Linked DNA regions of Ovis aries: region 2 is linked to region 1. A link is a contact called in public Hi-C data. All regions are on one chromosome and are shown on one strand. The core of a region is the stretch at or near the end of the contact, and the rest is flanking DNA. Distances in the headings are between cores, read along the strand shown. Region 1 holds the start of CASZ1 (castor zinc finger 1). Region 2 overlaps CASZ1 (castor zinc finger 1).

Region 1 (3,578 bases), core at 993-3,492:
AGTAAGGACCTACTAGGTGCCAGGCTGAGGTGTTGAAGACATGAGGAGACACAAAACAAAGTCCCTGCCTCCAAGGAGCTTAATGAATAAGCAAAAGCTCTGAAGACACTCAAACAGAGTAAAACGAGAGAGAAAGGCTGGGAGCTGCTTTAGGGAGAAAGCCTCCCTGAGGAGGTGACATGTCAGCAGAATGATGCAAGGAAGCAGCCGAAAGAAGGGCATTTTGGGCAGAGGGGACAAGTGCAAAGGCCCTGAGGTAGCAACAAGCTTGGTGATTTCCAGGGCAACAAGAGGCTAGTGTGTTGGGACAATGTGACCAAGGGGAGGGTGGAAGGAGGTGAGGTCCAAGGGCAGGCAGTGGCCAGATCTTGCCAACCATGGGAAAGAGTTTGTATTTTATTTTAGGGAAAGCTCAGGAAATGCTAAGATGAAACAAATGAGGAAAAGAGCATCTGATTTCAGCCCCTGTGAAAGGAACGGGGCGGGAGGTGGGGAGAAGAAGGTACTAGAGGCTTTCAAAATGCGGGCTACTTTTTGGGTGGAGTGCTTTTTCCTGGTCCCTCGGTTTGTTTTGGTTTTTTTTTTTTCAGTTGGGTTGGTGGGAGAGGAAGAGGGAGCCCTCCCTTTTCACCTCACCCCAATGTCCCCCTCCCTCCTCCCAGGCTTGCCTCTGTTTCCAGCTTCCACCACCCCAGATGAGGTTCCTTCAGAGGAGACAGAAAGACATCTTGGGGGATGGGAGAGTTGGGAAGCATCCGAGGAAAAAATGGAGGGAAGAATAAATGTTTTAATAAAAGTTTGGTGGTGACTGTAGCTGTTGGGGAGTATGTGGAGGGGAGCAGTTGAGCCTTATAGTGGGAAAAGAGGGAGAGGAGAGACAAGCAAACTCCTCAGTCAGTTCCTCAGAGGCAAAGCCTCTTAGTTCATTTTTATCTCCCTGGCCTTGGGAAGGATGCACTCTTCACTGGGGCTCAGCAAATGCCTGCTGAATAAATGACTGAGTGCAGGACTGTTGTGGGAGAAGAAAGGACAGACGAGGAGAAGGGAGGGAGAAAGGACAGGAAGAAATAAGAAGGAGAGGGAACACTGGATGTCCAGGGAGCAATGACAATTACTGGCATTGATCGATCCCTGCCTTGGCCGAGTCACTTTTCCTGCATTAACTCATTTTAGCCTCTCAACCTGCCCTGGCAATAGTACTATTATTATCCCCATTTTACTGTTGAGGAAACTGAGGCACAGAGGGGTCAAATATCTTACTCAAGGTCGCCCGGCTGGTGAGTGACTGAGGTCTGACCCCAAAGTCCGAGCTGCCTACCACGTATTTACACTGTTCTAGGAGTAGAATGAGCCCAAATCAAAAGTTGGAATACCTGCCTCCCCTTGCAGATGATGCCTTGAAGTCTACGCAGCCACAAAGGTGTTGACCAGCAGGTAGCACTTCCTCCTTCTAGACTCAGCCTGGTGTGGCCACCTCAAACCACCTGGGAGGTGGGCAAGCTGGGCAAAGGGACAAAAGGGACAAAAGGGGGGTTGATCTCCAATGGAGTATGAAGGTTTCCCCTCAAAGAGGCCTTCTTTATTGCCTGGGCAGGGGAAATTAGCCTCCCAAGATACTCTTTATCTTACTGCTTTATTTTCCTCAAGATCCTTTCACTCCCTGAAATAATATTATTCATTTGTTTTAATGTACATTATCTGCAACTCTCTCCCGCCCTTCGCCCCGGGCCCCAGGTTCATTTTTCACGACCTATCTTGTTCACTTAGGGATTTATTTCTTGGACAATGGACTGAATGAAAAACTCCCTGGCAAAGAATAAGTGCAAAGCAGGTATCAAGCAGTGAGAACATCACATCCTTTTGGGTTCAGCAATTCTAACATCCTGACTTGCAGAAAAGAGCTAGTTCTTCAGTGGAAAAGTGGGAAGCACAGTGGCTCGCAAGGTTCAGAACAGGTGGAAAGTAACCTACTCCCGTCCCTCCTCTCTTGTCCCCCGGCCTCTACTCCACTCAGTCTGGGATGGAAAAGGCTTCTCCAGCCGCAAAAGGGAGACTTGCGCTCACATGCTGCTCCGCAGGCCGGGTCTAACCGCGCGCGCCAGCAGAGCTCAGCCGGGGCGGTGGGTGGGAAGAAACCGGGAGGGGAAGGTCTTGGGGTGTGAGGGTGGAGCGGAGCCCGGCCCCGCGATCCGGCCCGGGTTTTGCATGCTACCCACTCGCCCGCTCGGCCGCGGAGAATTCCATAATCACAGCGGGCGAGAGCGGAGACTGGGAGCGAAAAATCCGGGATCCGGCAACTTTGGGCAGCGCATGCGCGCCCGCGGCGCTCCATCCCAAACACACACACATTTTTCCCCCGGACTTGGAAAGTCACCCAAAGCCGCCCCAAGTGCAGGTAAGAGACTCGGCGCTCCCTCCGCCGCGCCCCCTCGACCCCCTCAGCTCCGCGGCCTTCCCGGGGTGCTTCTCCGCCTCGCCCCCTGTCAGGGTGCAGTCCCCCACCCCCGGGGCTGCCGCTTGCAGCCGGGAGCGGGCGAGCGAGCGAGCGATCGAGAGAGCCAGCCAGCCAGCCAGCCAGCCAGCCAGCCTGCGCGCGGCGGCTGCCACCCAACTCCGGCCGTGCGGGAGGCAGGGGACACGGAGGGCTGGCACCCGGGCGCAGGGCGGCGCGTCGCCCGCCGCGGCCAGGGAATGCCCAGCGCGCGATTCCGGGGAAGGAGAGGGCTGCTGCTCATGGGGTCACTTACTCCAACTGAGGGGGCGGCGGGGTAGCGGAGAAGAGGGGGAGGCGCCAGGCGCGAGTGCAGGACTTTGCAAATAGGGTGGGGGCGCCCCCCGCGGTGCGGGCTCGGGGGGGGGGGGCAGGTGCTCGCGAATACCCGGTAATCACTCCTTCCCCCTACGCTCCCCCCAGCCCCCCGAGTTGCAGGGGTTCGTGCGCTCTCCGGGGCAGAGAGGAAGGCAGGGGTGAGGGGCGCCTGGGGTGACTTTGCAAGACTTTGTTCAAGGGAAGGGGTGGGTGGGGAGCCCCTCCAACCGACTCTTGTGCCCCAATCCTGGGGTGTAAATGCTACCGGCAGAGGTAGGCAGTGTTCACTGTGGGGTGCCAAGGGGTGCCTCCTGGTTGGAAAACGAAGCCGAGAGGTTGCTTGGCTGGGGGGAACGGCGCCCCCGTTTTCATTTGTGCCTGGGAAGTTTGTCTCAAGTGCGCTGCTCCGGGCGAGGCAAGTGGCGCTCCTCACTCACCCCACCCCCACCCCAGCCTCCCCGGGTGCAGGTCTGGCATGGCTGGGCACAGGGAGCCGGGGCCCCGGCTTAGGGCCGTGTGACTGTCGGCCGGAGCCCGCCTGGGTCCCGGGAAAAGTTCGGGGGAGTTGCCGCGGTTGTCGTGTGCGCTGGGAGAGAAGTTGCGTCCGGGGACTTGGGACGCTGGGCTGGCGGGCCGGTGGGCGAGTGGAGCCGTGCACTCGTAGGGAGCTCGGCCGAGGTGGGCGAGGGTCTGGTGGGGTCTGTACCCCCTAAAGTGGGCTGAGAGTGACCTCGGGGCTCAACAGTTGGGGAAGGGGAGCCCTGAATCC
Region 2 (3,510 bases), core at 772-3,271, 110 kb after region 1:
GCATGAGGATGAAGACAGGCAGCAAGTGGTTGACAGGGGTCCCATTAACTCCTAGCCATGACTGTGGTTTGGGGTGGGGAGGTCACACACCCACAGTCTGCTGCCCTGGAGGGGACCGGGGGCAGTAGCCAATGGAGGGCCCGGGACTCTTCTCTGCCTCCTCCCTTGCCTGTCTCTGTCTCCCCCAGCAGAAACCTCACCGTGGCATGTCCATCTTCTCTAGGTCCTGCCCCCCAGGCCCAGGACCCCTCCAGCTGGGTAGATGCAGTGCCTGGAGTGAGGCCAGAAAGCAGGGGTGGAGTGTACCAAGGCCCACCCCAGCCTCTCTGCCCCTGGCATGGTGGTTTCAGCTGCTCCTGCACTGGCTCTGGGGTCTGTTCTTAGCTTCCCGCGGGGTCCCTCCTGGGGCCTCTTCTGGCCAGTGCTGAGGGGTTAAGGAGTCCTCCTTACTGTCGAGAAGGCCCTCTCATGTTGCCTTCCACCCAGAGGTTTTGTGGGAACAAGTTGGCCCAGGGGAGGCACAGACACATGGCTTGGCTCCAAAGACCAGGGGTTCTCGGAGGAGACCTTCCCAAGTTGAACTTTGGCCTAAGTTGGCTTTTTCTTCTAGAGCTTTCTCCAAGAACTCAGGGACCCCAGGTTGGGATGGGGAACGATGAGGCATGAGAGCCAGAGATGCACTAGATAGGAAACTCCAGCCCAGTGAGAAAGTCAGAGGCATCCAGGAGGTCAGTGGGGACAGAATTCTAGAGCTTTGTGTCACCAGGCAGTGCATCTCCTCCTGGGCAATGATCTTCATCACCTCTAGGCCCATGCCTTCCTCCTTGCCACCCCTTCAGCGCAAGAGCGCAGGGCCCAAGGCCAGCCAGGAGAGCTGCCTGGGAGATAGGGGAGCCCGAGGAACCGACGGGACAGGTGCCACACTGTCCAGCAGGGGGCGCCCCCTGTATCTGCCCCAGTTCAGGGACAGGGACGTTGGTCCCCAGTCTGGTCCAAGCCTTCCAGCCATGGATGGGGGAGGAGGAGCCTACCCTCCCCACCCCCCAGAGGTTCCTTGGCTGAGTTTGTTTTGCCAGGGTGACCTGTTTAATCATCTCATTTTCTGGTGGCCGTTTATTCCTCGTTTCCACGGTTACGGCCCCATTAAGGGGAGAAGCAATAAGGCAGCGAGTCAAACAGGTAATAAAAACATTAAAGCCCATGTGCACTGAGGGAGGGCGGGCGGGTGGGCAGGAACTCAGCGAGGTGAGACGGCCCAGGGAGAAGCAGAGGTGAGAGGCCGCCTGGCCTCGTCCCCCAGAGGCCCCCAAGAGAGCTCCTGGCGGGGGAAACAGAGGGCCGCTGCCCACACCCCTGCCTCTGGGCCGTGCCCTTCGGGGGCCAAGACCCAGTGCTCATGTAGAGTCATCCCCAGCCCTTGGTCCCCTGGCAACAGACTCTATGTCGGGAAGTAAAACAGGAAGGAGAAAAGTGAGAGAGCGGGACAGAAGCCTTCCCCAGGAGCTGGTTGTGTGACCTGCTCGCAGGCCCCACCTCACCCTCCCTGGGTGGGGGTAGGGGATGATTTCTGACATTGTTTCCAGCTCTAGAACTTTTTTTCTGCCAACTTTATCAGAAAGCATATTTGTGGTGAGTGCTGCTAACAGGGCCAGTCTGGTGAGTAAATATTCCTGGTGTGGACAGCCCTGCGACCTTGAGAGGGGCGAGCCCGGCAGGGGGGCCAAGGGCAGGTAGGGCAAGGAGGCCAAGTGGCCCCGCTGCTGGGTTGGGGGTGCCTTCTGAGGATGGGTGAGGGGGCCCCCCGGGATCCAGTTTGTCCCCAGCAGCTCTGGCAGTGGCTAAGCCAGGTGACCCTCCCGTCGGGGTTGGCCCTGGAGCCCTTGTGTTTCTGCCTAGAGGCCTGGCTGGCAGGTTCTCCAGTGGCTCCATGGAGAGGCTGCCCTCTCCCCCTCCCTACCTCTCGGAAATGGCAGCTGAAAGGAAAGTCAGCCACTGAGCCCAGGGCCACGTGCCTCCCTCCCGGGGCCTCCGCCCTGGGAGGCTCCTGAGCGTCCCCGCCCCACTTGAGGTTGATGAGTGAGCAGACTGGGTCAGTGGGGCTGACCGGAGGGGAGAGGGAGAGGCTGGCCAGGAAGGGGGAGGGGGGAGCAGCGGTGCCTGTGGGTGCCAAGCCACCTGCCCTCCCTGTGGCTCTGAGGTCTGCTCAGGGCATGCTGGCTGGTGAGGACCTTATTTCTTTCTCTCTCCCATGCGCTGATCCTTTGCAAACTCACAGAGGTCTGTGTTTCCAGTTATTACTTTCAAAGTAGATTTCCGACTGGAGAGGGAGAGAGAAAAAGGTCTGGGGAATGGGGGAAACCCTCTGGCTGGGAAGTGTGTCTTGGGAACGGGCGGAGATGAGTTAATATTCCAATCAAACAATTAAAAATAGAAAATGCTCCCGCGGCATCAGCTGCTGAGGCTTTTCAACAACTGTCACCAGTGGGTTCCTGGGGCAGGTGGTGCTGGAGAGGAGCGTTTCCACACACAGCAAATATCAGACACGGTGGTGTGCCCCCCCACTTCCCTCCCAGGACCCAGGCCAGTTGTTTGGGGGCTCCCAGTCCTCCTTGAACTCCCCTCCGGGGCTGGGAGCCAGGAGTCTGTGCAGCTTCAGGGCCGCACTTCTCCCCTCCAGGGCCCGGCCACAGCGGTGAAGTCATTGCCAGATGCCTGGGTAATTGCTTTAAGAATCGAACTTAAAATAAGATGAAAACTTATATTCCTGGGTAAGGAGTAATTTTCCATTGACTAGTAAATTAATGAAAGGATTATACCAGGGGGTCTGGCTGGGAGGCTGTGCTCATCTGATAAATCCAAGTGGCTTGGACAAAACATCTCTGGATCCTGGGGCTCCCCCGAACCTCAGTCCAGACCCTGCTCCTGGCTCATCTGGGGCTCCACTCTGACCTATTGAGTTGGTGGGGGACACATTCCATGTGTGTTCAGAGTCCACCTCAACGATGAGGACCAGCTTTTCAAATCCCTGAAGTGGGAGGAGCTCAGGTCCTACCTCCCACAAGCAGCATAGCCAGGAGGTGGGGTGCTTGCCTTGACACCCGAGAAGGTGGGGCTTTGACTCCACATAGTCAGCGGCGTGGTGACCACCCGCCCTGGTTTGCCCAGGACTGGAAAAACCCATGTCCTGTGAAGCCCCTGGGGCCTGGAAGCAGGAAGATGGGCTGAGTGACACGGCCCCTCCCTCAGGGTCCTGGAGAGCCCTAGCACCTGTGGAATAGTCTCCGTCTAGGCTGGGTTACTTAAATTGCGTGTGTCAGTGTACTCAGTCATGTCTGACTCTTTTCGACCCCATGGACTAGAGCCCCTCAGGCTCTTCCGTCCCTGGGATTTCCCAGACGAGAATACTGGAGTAGATTGCCATTTCCTCCTCCAGGAGACCTGTCAGACCCAGGGACTGAACCGTGTCTCCTGTGTCTCCTATTTACAACTGGCTCCACCTAAACCTGCCCT

The links. A called contact is a pair of places that touch in the nucleus more often than the background predicts.
Region 2: a contact with region 1 is called in a Hi-C map of muscle, with 2.4 times the contacts expected there. The contact joins the enhancer-like site here to the promoter of CASZ1 in region 1. A contact is called at or near these places in 2 of 16 Hi-C or Micro-C datasets (muscle and tail adipose tissue).

The regions. Positions count from the first base shown.
Region 1 is chr12:42,062,238-42,065,815 of ARS-UI_Ramb_v3.0, forward strand. It overlaps CASZ1 (castor zinc finger 1), which reads left to right and starts at 2,243. Exons shown (of 21, transcript XM_042257266.2): 1 at 2,243-2,395.
Region 2 is chr12:42,169,415-42,172,924 of ARS-UI_Ramb_v3.0, forward strand. All of the region lies in intron 4 of CASZ1 (castor zinc finger 1), which reads left to right. Among named protein-coding and RNA genes, the nearest start is that of CASZ1, 110 kb to the left of the region's middle. Within about 2 kb of position 2,022, at least 16 of the 54 cell types and tissues checked have an H3K27ac peak or open chromatin away from gene starts, as enhancers often do. A contact at or near this core is called in muscle, where this site is marked.